Regions from separate parts of the Mus musculus genome. Here regions 2 and 3 are each linked to region 1. A link is a contact called in public promoter capture Hi-C data. All regions are on one chromosome and are shown on one strand. Each heading gives the region's core, a stretch centred on a gene start, on an enhancer-like site or on the middle of the called end of the contact. The rest is flanking DNA. Distances are from core to core; before and after follow the strand shown. Region 1 overlaps Zbtb20 (zinc finger and BTB domain containing 20). Region 2 overlaps Zbtb20 (zinc finger and BTB domain containing 20). Region 3 overlaps Zbtb20 (zinc finger and BTB domain containing 20).

What was found. Capture Hi-C pulls out chosen DNA fragments and counts their contacts.
Region 2: a contact with region 1 is called in a promoter capture Hi-C map of adipose tissue. The contact joins two enhancer-like sites. A contact is called at or near these places in 2 of 484 Hi-C or Micro-C datasets (the HL-1 cell line and liver) and 2 of 9 other capture datasets (adipose tissue and liver).
Region 3: a contact with region 1 is called in a promoter capture Hi-C map of adipose tissue. The contact joins two enhancer-like sites. A contact is called at or near these places in 2 of 484 Hi-C or Micro-C datasets (pancreatic cancer cells and uterus) and 1 of 9 other capture datasets (adipose tissue).

Annotation. Positions count from the first base shown.
Region 1 is chr16:43,234,094-43,238,460 of GRCm38.p6, reverse strand. The region is part of intron 3 of Zbtb20 (zinc finger and BTB domain containing 20); the gene reads right to left. Among named protein-coding and RNA genes, the nearest start is that of Gm25873, 110 kb to the right of the region's middle. Within about 2 kb of position 2,355, at least 66 of the 459 cell types and tissues checked have an H3K27ac peak or open chromatin away from gene starts, as enhancers often do. A contact at or near this core is called in adipose tissue, liver and uterus, where this site is marked.
Region 2 is chr16:43,473,238-43,477,604 of GRCm38.p6, reverse strand. All of the region lies in intron 5 of Zbtb20 (zinc finger and BTB domain containing 20), which reads right to left. Among named protein-coding and RNA genes, the nearest start is that of Gm15713, 55 kb to the right of the region's middle. Within about 2 kb of position 2,109, at least 18 of the 459 cell types and tissues checked have an H3K27ac peak or open chromatin away from gene starts, as enhancers often do. A contact at or near this core is called in adipose tissue and liver, where this site is marked.
Region 3 is chr16:43,408,279-43,412,645 of GRCm38.p6, reverse strand. All of the region lies in intron 4 of Zbtb20 (zinc finger and BTB domain containing 20), which reads right to left. It overlaps Gm15713 (predicted gene 15713), which reads left to right. Exons shown (of 5, transcript NR_046026.1): 5 at 965-2,128. Among named protein-coding and RNA genes, the nearest start is that of Gm15713, 9.7 kb to the left of the region's middle. Within about 2 kb of position 1,790, at least 33 of the 459 cell types and tissues checked have an H3K27ac peak or open chromatin away from gene starts, as enhancers often do. A contact at or near this core is called in adipose tissue and uterus, where this site is marked.

The sequences.
Region 1 (4,367 bases), core at 1,106-3,605:
TCAGAAGCTGTAGACTACTAGATGAGAAATTCACCAGGCACATTCATCTGTAATTCTGTACTCTGTATATGTATAAAATAAAATTCTACCAGTAAATGATCTATAGGAACTGGGCAGTCATTTTCCTTACCCAGTCAATAATTTTGTTGTTATAAATATCAACTGTAGCTTTTTAAAAGAATTTAGGTTTAGTTTTCAGACAAAAGAAGTCTTTGGCCTAATCAACCCATCTAAGTGCACGATTCTGAAAACCACTGAGAACTTAGAAGATAACCTAATTTTTCCCTTGATAATGAGCTTTCCAGGCTGGTCAGAGTTAGTACAATTTAGTGCTCTGTTTGCAGATTAGATATCCTATATATAGTGATAATTATCTTGGCCTGTCCTTATATGACCCCTATAGAAAGCTCAGGGTAGAATTACAGTGTTATTATATTTGGAGCTAAATAGGAAGGACTTTTTTGTTCATTTATTATTTTTAAAATTTCAAATCATTCCAGATGCTAAGAAGATAGAGTAGTACCATCTAGGAATTCTATCAGCTTATAGTTACTTCTGTATTCTAATGCTGCAATCCACTTCTCCCACGGCAATAAAGCTGACCCACACTCCTCCCACATCACAGGGATTACAGCAGTGCTTGAGTCTGGTCTCTGCATGCCTTCTGCAACTCCAGAGGTGAGCAGCTGGACTACGTTCTTGTTCCAACAGTCACCACCTTCTATTTCTCTAAGTCACTGTGAGTTTCTCCAACAACAAGCTTAAAACTCAACCAAAAGCAGATCACCAATACCTTGTCATGAGTTCATGTCATTCTACAATACTTTGCTGTTACTGCCCATGTATCAGAGGTAGTAATAGTATTTTCTTAAAAGACAAAAAGTGTGGCCATGCTAAGCTATTCTATAATCCAGCGTGCTGAGTATTAAGATCTTCTGCAGGACTTTGGCTCAATTTTTCAAGCCTTTCCAATTCCTCATAATGCTGTGATACTCATAATAAAGAAGGCAGATGGTTTGTTCTCTGAACATATGCTTTAAGTGCCCTCTTTGCTATTTCAAAATAATGGACCAACTTTAGCCTCTAATACTCACCGAAAACTTTAAAGAGGCTGCCTCATGAAATCTGAGGAAATCTGGTCGAGGGGGAAGTCAATCTTAAACAAAGTATATTTTCTAAACTTTCTTTGAGCTCTATTCTACATATTGAAACAAACTAATATTGAAGTAACATAGAATACAGTAAGGAAAGTCACCTAACTAGTAACATATTTTCTAGTTCAAGGAATGGATTAGAAGGCAGAAAAAAATTGTTTTATTTATTTATATTTTAAAATGGTGAGTTTCTGAAAGCGAATGCAGTTGACTGTGATTTAATTTCTGTGTACCTGCTGGATTTTCCATTTTTATTATTCCTACTCCTATTCCTATCATGTCGATATTTTATTCTTAAAGCACTTTACAATTATTAATTAGTTAATTTGGTCTAAATTACATTTATGCTTTTGTTTTAAATCCATGCTACTCATAGTTATTATAAGCCTAAAATGCTATTTCGCCAGCCAATTATTCTCATCTCAAAAACAGCTTGTTGTTGATGACAGCACCTTTTCTAAGTTTTCAAAGAACATTTAATACATGGCCAGTACATACACATTATTTCTGGATGCTTTTCACATAATCTAACTGCACTTATAAAAAAGTATATCTGTTTAATATCTACATTTTATACATGAGCCTTCAACTCCTTTTATATTTCCACGCCTTTCATTTAGTTTTGAAAAAGACATTAAAGTTGTTTCTTATATCTTACAATGACCTCAAAAGTGAGGAGTCTGAGCAACATTCCAGATGAAACACACACACACACACACACACACACACACACACACACACATTTTGGTTACTATAAGAGCTAGAAGCCTAACAACAACTTCCAAACGTTCGTGTTCCTGTAGAAATCTCAACACGGACTAACTATCTAGGTCCTAATGTAAAACAGTGTTTACTTTTAAAAATCCATGCAACAGTTTCCCCACATGTGTTTGGGACACTGTTAAGACGCATCATAATTAACAGTGTTGAAAATAACAACAGATCTTTAAATCCAGTCATCGTTTTATACATAGTCACAAATATCTGAGCAAAATGAAAACTATTTTTAGGACAAAACGTTAACTTTTTCTTTTGCTGATAAAGACAAATAACTTGAGAAAACACCCTTTCCTTTTCACGACTCTCACTTTCACAATAAATGCAGCACGGAAACTAAATTCTCAACTTAGAACTATGCTGAGCTGTATAAACAACTCAGCAGACTCACAGAAACACTCCCCATCCTCTGCTTGGTCTTTCACTTCCCAGGCATACACAATCACACTTACCTGCACAAGCCTCAAACATCAGTCTATGGGTGGTTTTTTGAAATGAACTCTGTACCGATGCATTTTTCTGTGTTTCTTTCTAACCCTCGGGAATGTTAAGAATTTAGGAAGAGAGCCACAGTTTAAGAGCGCAATTATTTGCCAGTAAATACTCAATTTGCTTGTCCTGTGATTTTTCTTCTAACTTGCATATTCAATAATCCGTCCCTGACTGCGTCACGAGCACAAAAAGTCTTTTCTCTAAAGGAGAACACTTTCGCCAATCAACCTTCAGCCATGCCAGGGCACAGCTCGTCAGGGTGATTTGTTAGCTTTAATTAATAATTCCTCATGCTGGCCATTTCACAAATAACACAGTCAGAAGGCGACGCAGGATGGCTGTACTTCAGGGCGATCAAAACACAGTGGAATGGGGGTGTAGAGGAGTGGGAGAAATTCACATCTACTCAGACTCTTTCAGATTACAGTATAGAGGCCATCGCAGCTGAATTACCACACTATGTCCACCAATTTGTATTCAGATGGAAGCCATATGTTCTTCCACTTTTATCTGCTAGGGCCTCCCAGTGCCAACACCATTACTGGACAGACAACATTTACAAAGGAGGTCTCTAGCCCCGGGATTGCACAAGTTTACTGCAGGTGAAGTTGAGAAATCAGACATATACAGTACTCAGTGAGTTTGTGTAACAGCCTGGAACACAGAAGTACAAGTCGCGAGTGTCAGATTTTCTCTTGCTAGGCTGGGTGATACTGGACATTTCTGTTAGCCTTTAACAAAATCCTCAGGCCTGGACCGACCTCAAAACAGTCAAGTAACAATGGAGCGTTTGTTCAGGTAGGGCACAGTTATTGACTTCTAAGCTATGCATCGCATATTTTATTAAGGCCTAAGAATTTTGGCTGAAAAACAAAACAAAACAAAACTCTGACTTTCCCAGCTTGCTGACACAATCCACACATCTTTTCAAAGCACATCAATAACAGTGCTTGAACAAGGCACCAAAGCAGGTAGCATGTAAAGAGAAGTGAGAATTAGGAACACTGTTCCATGTGGCTCCATCACGGCGTCACTCATGAACAGCACACGGGTAGCCCTGCTCTAAAACATACACACAGTGTAAACAAGGTCGGACAACACAAAACAAAACACTAAAACAGCCAATTGCTAACAAAAAAAAAAAAAACCATTTCAACAATAAGAAATATCCCTCAAAGCAACTAGACAAGTCAGAAGCATAGCACTATGTCCATAGTTAATTTCAAAAGGCTCACAAATCCTGGAGAAAAACAAAAACACAGAGGAGATTATAGTCATGCCCCTTATCTGATGTGTGTGAAGGCAAACTCATTAATTTGTTAGATACATATTTATTGACAATCTCTTCTGTATCAGAAACTGGATAATACCAGTACTGAGAGAATAAGGGACAGGCTTTGCCTTCAAGAAGCTTATAATTTAATCACTACAGCTTAAAAGAAAACATGCACCTCTAAACAGAAAACTGTCAATGTAGCACAAACATACAAGAAAGCATGAAACAGAGCTCTTAGACATGACACATTAACTGCATCTAAAGGTAGAATTGCAGTGTCAGTGGTAGGGAAGAACATTCTACAGGCAGGCAAACCTTTGAACTTTTTTAAAAAAAACTATTACTAGAATCAGATTAACAGTTCTAGGAACTGAGGGATTTAGTGAATAGTAATTTCAGATAAATGCTTTAGATAGTAAACAGCTCAGGATTTAAAAACAAATCTATTAAGGAACAAAGTCCTTCTCAAACCATGATGACTGCCATCATCAGGATGGTATATTGCAACAATATTGGTATATCCCCAACACAGGCACAAATAAGAGTGTGCACTGTCCTTCTCTCTATCAATGCATTCCTGTTATCTCAGGCAAGTAGAGGATGTAGGCACACATCCTGTTTTCCTACTCATTTGTCTTTTGTTCACCAAATGCATACATGCATACTCT
Region 2 (4,367 bases), core at 860-3,359, 240 kb before region 1:
CCCTGTGTTCACCTGTTCAAATCACTTGTGACTGGCAAGTTGAATACTATCCCGATGTAATTATATTAATGTGGTAAAGAGGAATCTTTCTTTATAGAGGAAGACATATTTACAGCAATGATTTTGGTATAAGATGAGAACAATCTACAACCTGACATTGTCCGAATAAATGAGTGTTTAAAGTGTGTGCTTTGTTTGTTTTTGATTTTTGAGACAGCTCCCAGTTTGCCTGGGCTGAAGCCTTGAACTCAACAACCTTCTTTTTCTAGGCTCCCAGGTAGTCAGGACTGAAGGTGGCCTTAAACTCTGGAACCTTCTGCTTTTACCCTTCACTGCTGGGATCACAGGTGTGGCTTGCACACAGGCTTTTGATCCCATCCTGACTCATATCTAACTCATTTCTGGGTGACTGGTGCAGTGAAGGTTTTCCTGGCTCCTATTTGCATCTTTTCCTGCTTCAAAGCCCATGAACATTTCGGGTAGGTTCCCCATATAGAGCTTCTGTCTCGATGCTAAAGAACACACCTTTTATTGAGAAAAGCTGAAACTAACCAGAATGACTATGCTGTTTTTCGTTTCTTGGCTGGTGATGGAGAGTGTCCTCTTGAACTGGTATATTGGAGTGAAGTAGCCAATGTGATTGTAGTGGGAGGGAGGCCTAGAGGAGCTTGGGGATCAGACCTTCATGCACCAACAAGACCCTTATGCAGCTGTAGGAGGAAGCTGCTTCCCTCTCCTTGGCCACATAAAGATCCAGAATGACGAAAAGTACACAACCCCACATCAGAAAGTGAGTCTGCCAAAATCTTGATCTCGGAGAGCTTAATTCCTATAACTACACAAACAAACACAGAAGTTTAGATGGGCCAGACTTGGGTATTTTAGTATAGTGAACTAAGAAGATGGAAAAAGGATTTATCTTGAATATAAGTGCGCAAGCCTCTACAACACTGTTTTCTAGGAAAACAGTGTTGACCCATAGCTCAAAAGGATGTCTTCTAAGTGTTTGCTTTAGTGGATTAGACAAAGGGAGACACTCCAAATAATAGTAGTCAGTATGATTTCTCTCAGTTTCCTTCAGCTTCAGATATCTAAAACAGTTTTCCAGATAAGAATCTATATGTTAGAGCTGCCTCTGCCCCTTTTGTCTAGGTAGATAAAGAATTGGGGATAAGTGACATGGCCTCCCTATATAGTCTACTGAGTGTTGAAGAAAGTGGAGGGACACACACACACACACACACACACACACACACACACTATCCAGAGGTACTTTACCCACACTAGGTAAGCTATGTGGTATTTAGATTCCTTGTATTCTTTACCTGAAAGTGCAGTGCTGTAGGCCTGTGTCAGTGGATCATGGTGTAGAGCTACTGATGGACAGCAAATCAAGTGAATATGATTCAAGCATGGTGGCCATGGATGGAGACAGAGTCTCTACTCCCCAGATATCCTGATAGGAGGCCTTATATTACTCCTTTTTCTGTGTCCTTGATCAGTATGTGAGAGCCACTCTGATGGATACTATCAAAGGACTTCAGCACACCTTTTATTCACGTTCTCTATAAGACACTTGATTCTATCACTTAAAATAAAGAATGAGTTTTAAATTAGAGGTGATAATTGTGTTCCATGTACCAAAAAAGACCAGACATTTATGAAGAGGGACTAAAGGAGAACCTGTTTTAGCTTTTCATCATGTAAAAAGGCAAAGAGGCTAGCCCTGAACAAATATCTTGAAATTAACTTCCAAATAATGGTCAGGAATGGATGCTTCATTCGTTTTCAACATTTCATACCAGAAGAAATGACGAGTAAGGATCCAAGGCACAGCACTTTCACGGACACAGTCTGGGAAGGGAAGAAAAAGTACCCTGGAATAACCCGCCCATCTATCATCTGCAACTGCACTTCTTGTGCTGAAGGAATGTTCCAATTATCACTCAAACAGCTTTGTACAACTCCTGCTCCTTTGAAAAGCCCAGAGAATGTGCCCTGAGAGCCCAGATGCTCTCTATCCCGAATCACGGAAGACAACCTGTCACAGTGCGTGCTGTGGATGCTGGGATGACGCTGTCAGTGTGGCACTTTCACTTTCCCTAAGTTGCTGGAAAACAGATTCCACTTCATTAAGTATGTAGCAATACACAAGGGGAGGCAGAGGCCAGGGGAAAGGTAAAGGACACCGGTGATATGGCCTCTAGCAAACATCCAGAAATCTCTGTCTACATCTGGTGGGAGAACAGTGTCAATCCTGCCTTGGAGATATGGATCAGGCAATGTCGCCAGTGTGTGTTTTACCATTCCCAATAATTTTTTGATCCTGGAGTCTGACAGGAGAGTGCAGATGAACACTTTATACTCTATACTTGCATGAGTGAACAATTTGTAGGATGGGTTGCCAGATAAACACAGGAATATACACAGCCAGGAAATGCTAACCCCCCCTGCAGAAACACTTTAAGTTTCCAGATTGTTGCTTTGTTTCCCATAGCACCGCAGGGATAGTGAGGTTGGGTGTGGTTGTCAGAGTTGGGGGAAGAAAGCCTTAGGTGGCTGACCTTAAAAGATTTTAGTGAGCACTGTTTTTGCAATTAAAAAATGAAACCTGATGGAAGACCAACGCGTGGATACTTCATTCCTCCCTAGGATACGGAATAAAATATCCACGGAAGGAGTTGCAGAGACAAAGTTTGGAGCTAAGACGAAAGGATGAACTGTCCAGAGACTGCCCCATCCGGGGGTCCATCCCATAATCAGCTACCAAACGCAGACACTATTGCATATGACAGCAAGATTTTGCTGAAGGAACCCTGATATAGCTGTCTCCTGTGAGGCTTTGCCAGTGCCTGGCAAATACAGAAGTGGATGCTCACAGTCATCTATAGGACGGAACACAGGGCCCCCAATATAGGAGCTAGAGAAAGTACCCAGGGAGCTGAAGGGGTCTGCAACCCTATAGGTGGAACAACAATATGAACTCACCAGTACCCTTCAGAGCTCATGTCTCTAGCTGCATATGTAGCAGAAGATGGCCTAGTTGGCTATCACTAGGAAGAGAGGCCCCTTGGTCTTGCAAACTTTATATGCCCCGGTACAGGGGAATGACAGGTCCAAGAAGTGGGAGTGGGTGGGTAGGGGAGTAGGGCTGGGGGAGGGTATAGAGGACTTTTGGGATAGCATTTGAAATGTAAGTGAAGAAAATATCTAATAAAAAATGCGGGAAAGAAAAAGAAAAGAAAAGAAGAAGAAGAAAAAAAAAAGAAACCTGGAGGGGGCAGTGAGTGGGGTGTAAAGTAAATAAGTACCAAAAAAAAAAAAAATTAAAAAAAAGAATGAGGATCAGCTACCACAGGCTGTCAGGTCGATCAACTGCCCTTTCCAAATTTTACTTTAAAGTCTAAAAATTTAAATTAATAACACAATTTTGAATAATATGATGATTTAAAATAATATAGTGAAAGTTAACCATTAAAATATAAAATCATATATATTGTATTAATAAAAATTTTTAAAAATTTACATTTTTGTTGTTGATTTATAGTTACTCTTAAGGTATTAGAGAATTCTCAAAAATAATTTTCCAGGTTAACAAAATTTTTCTATAGCAATTTTACTTCCATGTAATGAAATTTAATTCAGTTGAAAGTATCCAGGTTTGGGTTTTATGCTTGGAAAATATATTCCATATCCTTAGTTAAAAAAATGCTTTACTTATCCAGTTGCAAGTACAGAATTAATGAAGCCACAGTGAAAGGGGTAGTATCTTCCTTGGTTGATGGAAGTATAAATTGATGGAACCTTACTGCAGAGCAGTGCAGTGACATATGCATTTTATTTTAATAATTCCTCCACTTTAAATTTATTTTAAGAAAATTATCCATAAACTGTGTTAAGGAATATGTATGCATGTGTGCATATAAAGACAGCTATTGTAGCAGTATTTTAACGTAAGGAAACAGCTCTAATTATCACAAGTGTCCATCAATGAGCGACTTAGTCAGTATATTTTCCATACACTGGAGTACAATATTGCTGTCAAGATCATGCAGATCTGTATTTATTAACATGGCAAATGACTTAAAGTGCTGAGTGGAAAAGCAGACTACAAAACAGTTCGTTTTCCTTTCATTTTGGAAAGAAATAAAGGGGAAATAGAAAAAAAAGAAACAGATAAATAGATATGCATGAAAGTTTATTTCTCATGTATTTATAGAGATCGTCTCTGGGGTATGAGATTTTGAAGAGTTTTACTGCACAAATTAGTAAAAACACCTATGTCTTCTTATCCTTTGAGCTAAGATCAAGTGTATTAAAACACTAAAATGTGCATAATTGTTAGAATGAAAAATTGAAGCATTTAT
Region 3 (4,367 bases), core at 541-3,040, 170 kb before region 1:
GATGAATGACAAATGATATGAGCCCAGGACAATGGCAGCATCTGCCCACTTGGATCTTCAAACATAGTTTTACAAACTTTAGAAGAAAGAGGTGCTTCCTGGGTACATTCCCATCAAAACCACTTATTTTAGTAATTAAAAGCCAGGATCGCATGGAAAATTAATGGCTAGTCTAATTTCTCATGTTAAATAAATCTTACATAATTTTGGTCTCAAATCCTGCAAGTCTAGTCAATGCTGTAGTGTTTTTGTGGTTCACAATTGTAAATGATTGATAATTAATTGAAACCCATGGATAGGCTTGAGAGTGTAACTCACTCTTTTGAGGAAGGGGGCAACTGTTTTCTTTAGATGATCAACAGAAATTGTTAATTAGAAGAGGGTAGAAATCTCTATAAATAACACTACTGAAAAACTAATTATTCTTAGTTCCTCCTGAGAGGATAGGACTTCTGCTAAGTTGTGGTAGAGGGATGGGGTTAAACTTGCCCGTGATTTTACAGTACAGGTTCACTTGATTATTATCATAGGCACCATCTCCAAAGGATGCCACAAAGGAAACTTCAAATGGGCCATAGAAGGGTAAATTCAGAGACTTGTTCTCATACTTTTAACTAGACAGTTTTAAATGATAGTTCAAGTCTGCAAGGCAGGTTCATGAGACCATATTAATTTATCCTTGCCACTATAACAAAATATCACAAGCTTAAGGTCTTAAAAATAAAGATTTTTTTTTGGGTTGTATTTGCAGCTCATTGGTAAAGCATTTGTCTAACTTGCACAAAGTGCTGTGTTCCATGTCCAGCACCACACACAAAATAAACACCCTTTCCCCCACACAACTAATAACACCTAAATCATGATCATGTCACCAACCCCTCGTTTTTTCTGGGGGACCTAAGGAAGACTTGCTTCCTTTGTCTTTCCACATTCCAAAGGCTGACTATAATCTTTGATCTTCCAGGTTCTAAAGCTGCCTATATTCCTTGGCTTAGGACTCCTCTCCGCATCTTCAAAGCAGCACCATCCCTCCTGACTCCTGCCTCTTCTGGGTGTGAACCTTGTGCCTCTTTTTATTTTAAGGACCTTTGTGACCGTTTTGGGTTTACTCAGATAATCTTGGATAATCTTCAATCCTTTAATCATATCTGCAAAGTCCCACAGTCATATCAGACAACATATTCATGGGTTCTTAAGATTCCGGTATACATTTCCTTGGAGGCCATTAATCTATAATAGGAAAGAAAATATTCTCGGTACCCAAATCTCAAGAAACTAAGTGGATAATATCATTTCTTTAAGCTCATACAATGGTAAACTACACAGACATCTTAATGTGCCATCAAAGTATTTAAATAGTTAGCAGCTTGCAACTTGCTAACCCCTCTTTTTGGCATAAGACGTAGGAATCTTAGTTTCATCTTTGGCTTGTATAGTCCTCTTTTACCATTTTACCTAGATTAAGCATGGCCTGCTTAGAGAACTCACAGTTTTCCCAGAAAAGAATTATTAATATGGTAAGTGCTTTCTGTACCCTCCTCCATCAATTCTAGGAGTAAGGCTCACATCTCTAGCCACGGGCAGGAGAGACTCCCAGTACTTTTCCAACATAACCTCCTTGAGTCTTTCCTTCAGCTAAGATAAACAACCCATCTTCACAAGCCATCCAGACTCTGCAGATGCTGCTGCAGGTGACTACACCACCAGAAGTCCCATTGCTTAGTGCCTTGCTCGCCTCCTCTCTCCTGCCACCTGAACCCGTCTCTGGTTTCCATCTCCCCAGCACTGTTTGTAGAGAACACAAACCCTGAACACGCTTGCTTTATCAGCACGTGCCCATCATAACTGCACACCATCCTTGTCCTGCTGGAAACTGTTCAGCATCCAGAGGGCCATCTTTATGCTGATAACACTAAAATATAAAATAATGCCAACAGCTGGTGCTACAAATGGCTTTTAAAAACGATGTTCATTCACTAAAATTCCTCTTGCTACTTTTGACACGAAACACGCAGTCTCTAATTATTCTGATCAAGACGGTGAAATACAAAAACAAACTTTAATTGTGTTTAACAGATATTTAATCAGGACTCACTGAACTACAGATTAAAGCTGAGATTCATAAACCATAATTACCCGATTGTCGCAATCTTTTGGTCCACATTCTCCTTCCGTCTGGGCGTCTGGCACCTTGCCCCGAATTTCTTTTACTGTCTTCTCAGCTTCGTTACTGTTCATGTTTTCCAGCAGAGATTTAGCACAGATTACAAAATATCTGTTCTTGGCAACTTTCTTCATTAGCTTTTTTTCCCTTTGCAAAAAAGTTTATTTTTTTTTTTTCTACCAGAGTAGCTGGAATAGGCACACGTTTAGGGTGCTTTGATGATACAAACTAATTATATAGTTATCAGGAGATAATGTGGTAGTGGTAACTAGTGTTACTATAGTCATCACGTAGGTATCATGCAATTTCTCTAAGTAAACCATGCGGTGTGCCCCAGCCACCATGTAATTACCTCATGTCACTGGGGCATTGTTTTATAGAAAATGCTTATCTCTCACCCTAACAAAACACTTTCTGCCACATTCGGAAAAAAATAAAAGTAGAAATCTTAGTTCTCCTTTTCAGTTCTGTTCATTCTCATTAAGATGTTGTCATGTGAATTCGGGAAACACCTGTCCTTCCTGAAAATCATGCTCTTGTGTGGAGCCAATAGAACCATTCCTGTCCTTTGCTTGGCTCTACCCAGGTAAGAGAAATGATTGCTAATAATCCATTGTCATTTTTTTTTTTAAGTAAGGAAACAAGCAAAAATCCCATTACCACCCTTGCAAAGCCACCCTATTTACTTAGGATTTGTTTGGTCTGGCACTCCCCCCTACTCTTTCCTTTCAAATCTCAGTCACTCACATTTGTTTTTCCTAGAATTATGGTGTAAATCATTCTTAACAAGCTAGTCTGAAACTTCTCAGTAGAAACTCGCTCAGAAGAAAGATGAAGCGCCACCGTGATTGAAATACAGAAAGAACTACAAACCTCAAACCCTAGTTCTTTTGGGCCAGTCTTCAGGACACCCCAAGTCTCCCTTGCTGTGTTGACCCTGTGTCACAGGGTTTGGATAACATCACAGACCACAGCAAGAGGATAAAGAGAAGGCATTGGTAAAAGAAGTAGGAGGTGGTTCCTTTATTCCCCCTAAGGGGCATGCAGGCGTGTGGAGCAAGGACAGTAGTTACTACTTATTTAGCTCTTGTTGGTGGCTTGAAGTCTGACCTCAGGAAGACCTTTCAGAGGACATCCCACCTGAGAGTTCCAGCTTAAAACAGGATGCAGTGGCTTCCTTTGCAGCACAACTTGAAAGCTAGTTTCAATTCTGCTTTTATTAGCCACCTCCCAGTTGGAGAGCTACCCAATTCAATTGCACACTTAGCTCAACTTGGGGTAAAAATCACCTTCAGATTTAGAAGGGCCAGAAAAAATTGCTATCCTGTCCTGGAGCATTGTTCTTCAATCACACAATCCCTCTAAATACAGTTGACAGCCTTTGAGATGCAAAATGCATCACTTTAATGTAGTGGAGGTCCCCTTCACTGCATTGCCAAATCTATTTAGCAGAATCTTTTTGGAATAATCTGTCCCTAGACCTGAGGATGCGCAGTGATTTTAAGCATTTTAAGCTAACGATAATGGTTAGTGCTGAGAACAGATGTACCTGGCTGTGATGTGATCTATTCCAGTAGGCTTTTATGAGCTGTTCATTCCTATTGACTTAGCATTTTATGTCTCTGCTCTTGCCTGGTGTGATGGTTGCATAGGGGTGTCGTGTGTGTGTTTTCCTGATGTGTGATGGCTGCACAGGGGGCTGTGTGTATTTTCTCAGTGCAATGGCTACAGAGGGTGTTGAGTGTGTGTGTTTGCCTGGAGTTATAGCTGTACATGTTTATTGTGTGACTCTCCTCCTCGCCAATTGATAGTTGCTCGCAGGGACCTATGTGAATCTTTTTCTTAGAACAGTGGTTGTATTTGTTGTTGTGCTAATGATGGACATTTCCAGTAATTATCTATCTACAGGGTCCTGGGGAAAATTGCAATAAAATCAATAAACAGTGCTAGCCAGGCCCTTGTAAACATGGATGACACCCATGCATAGATGCCTTTTCTCTATTGCATGTTAAAATCCAAGAGCTGTTACCCTATTGGCATTAGGATACAATTTCTATGGTTTCTCCATCTCTTTCATATACTGCAATCATTTCAGAGAGCCAGAGATTACTGCTGGTTAGAGGGCTTTTCCACATGAACCCATCGAATAGCATTTTCACTACACTGTCCTACACATCACCTCTTAAATTCCACCCTGACTTGC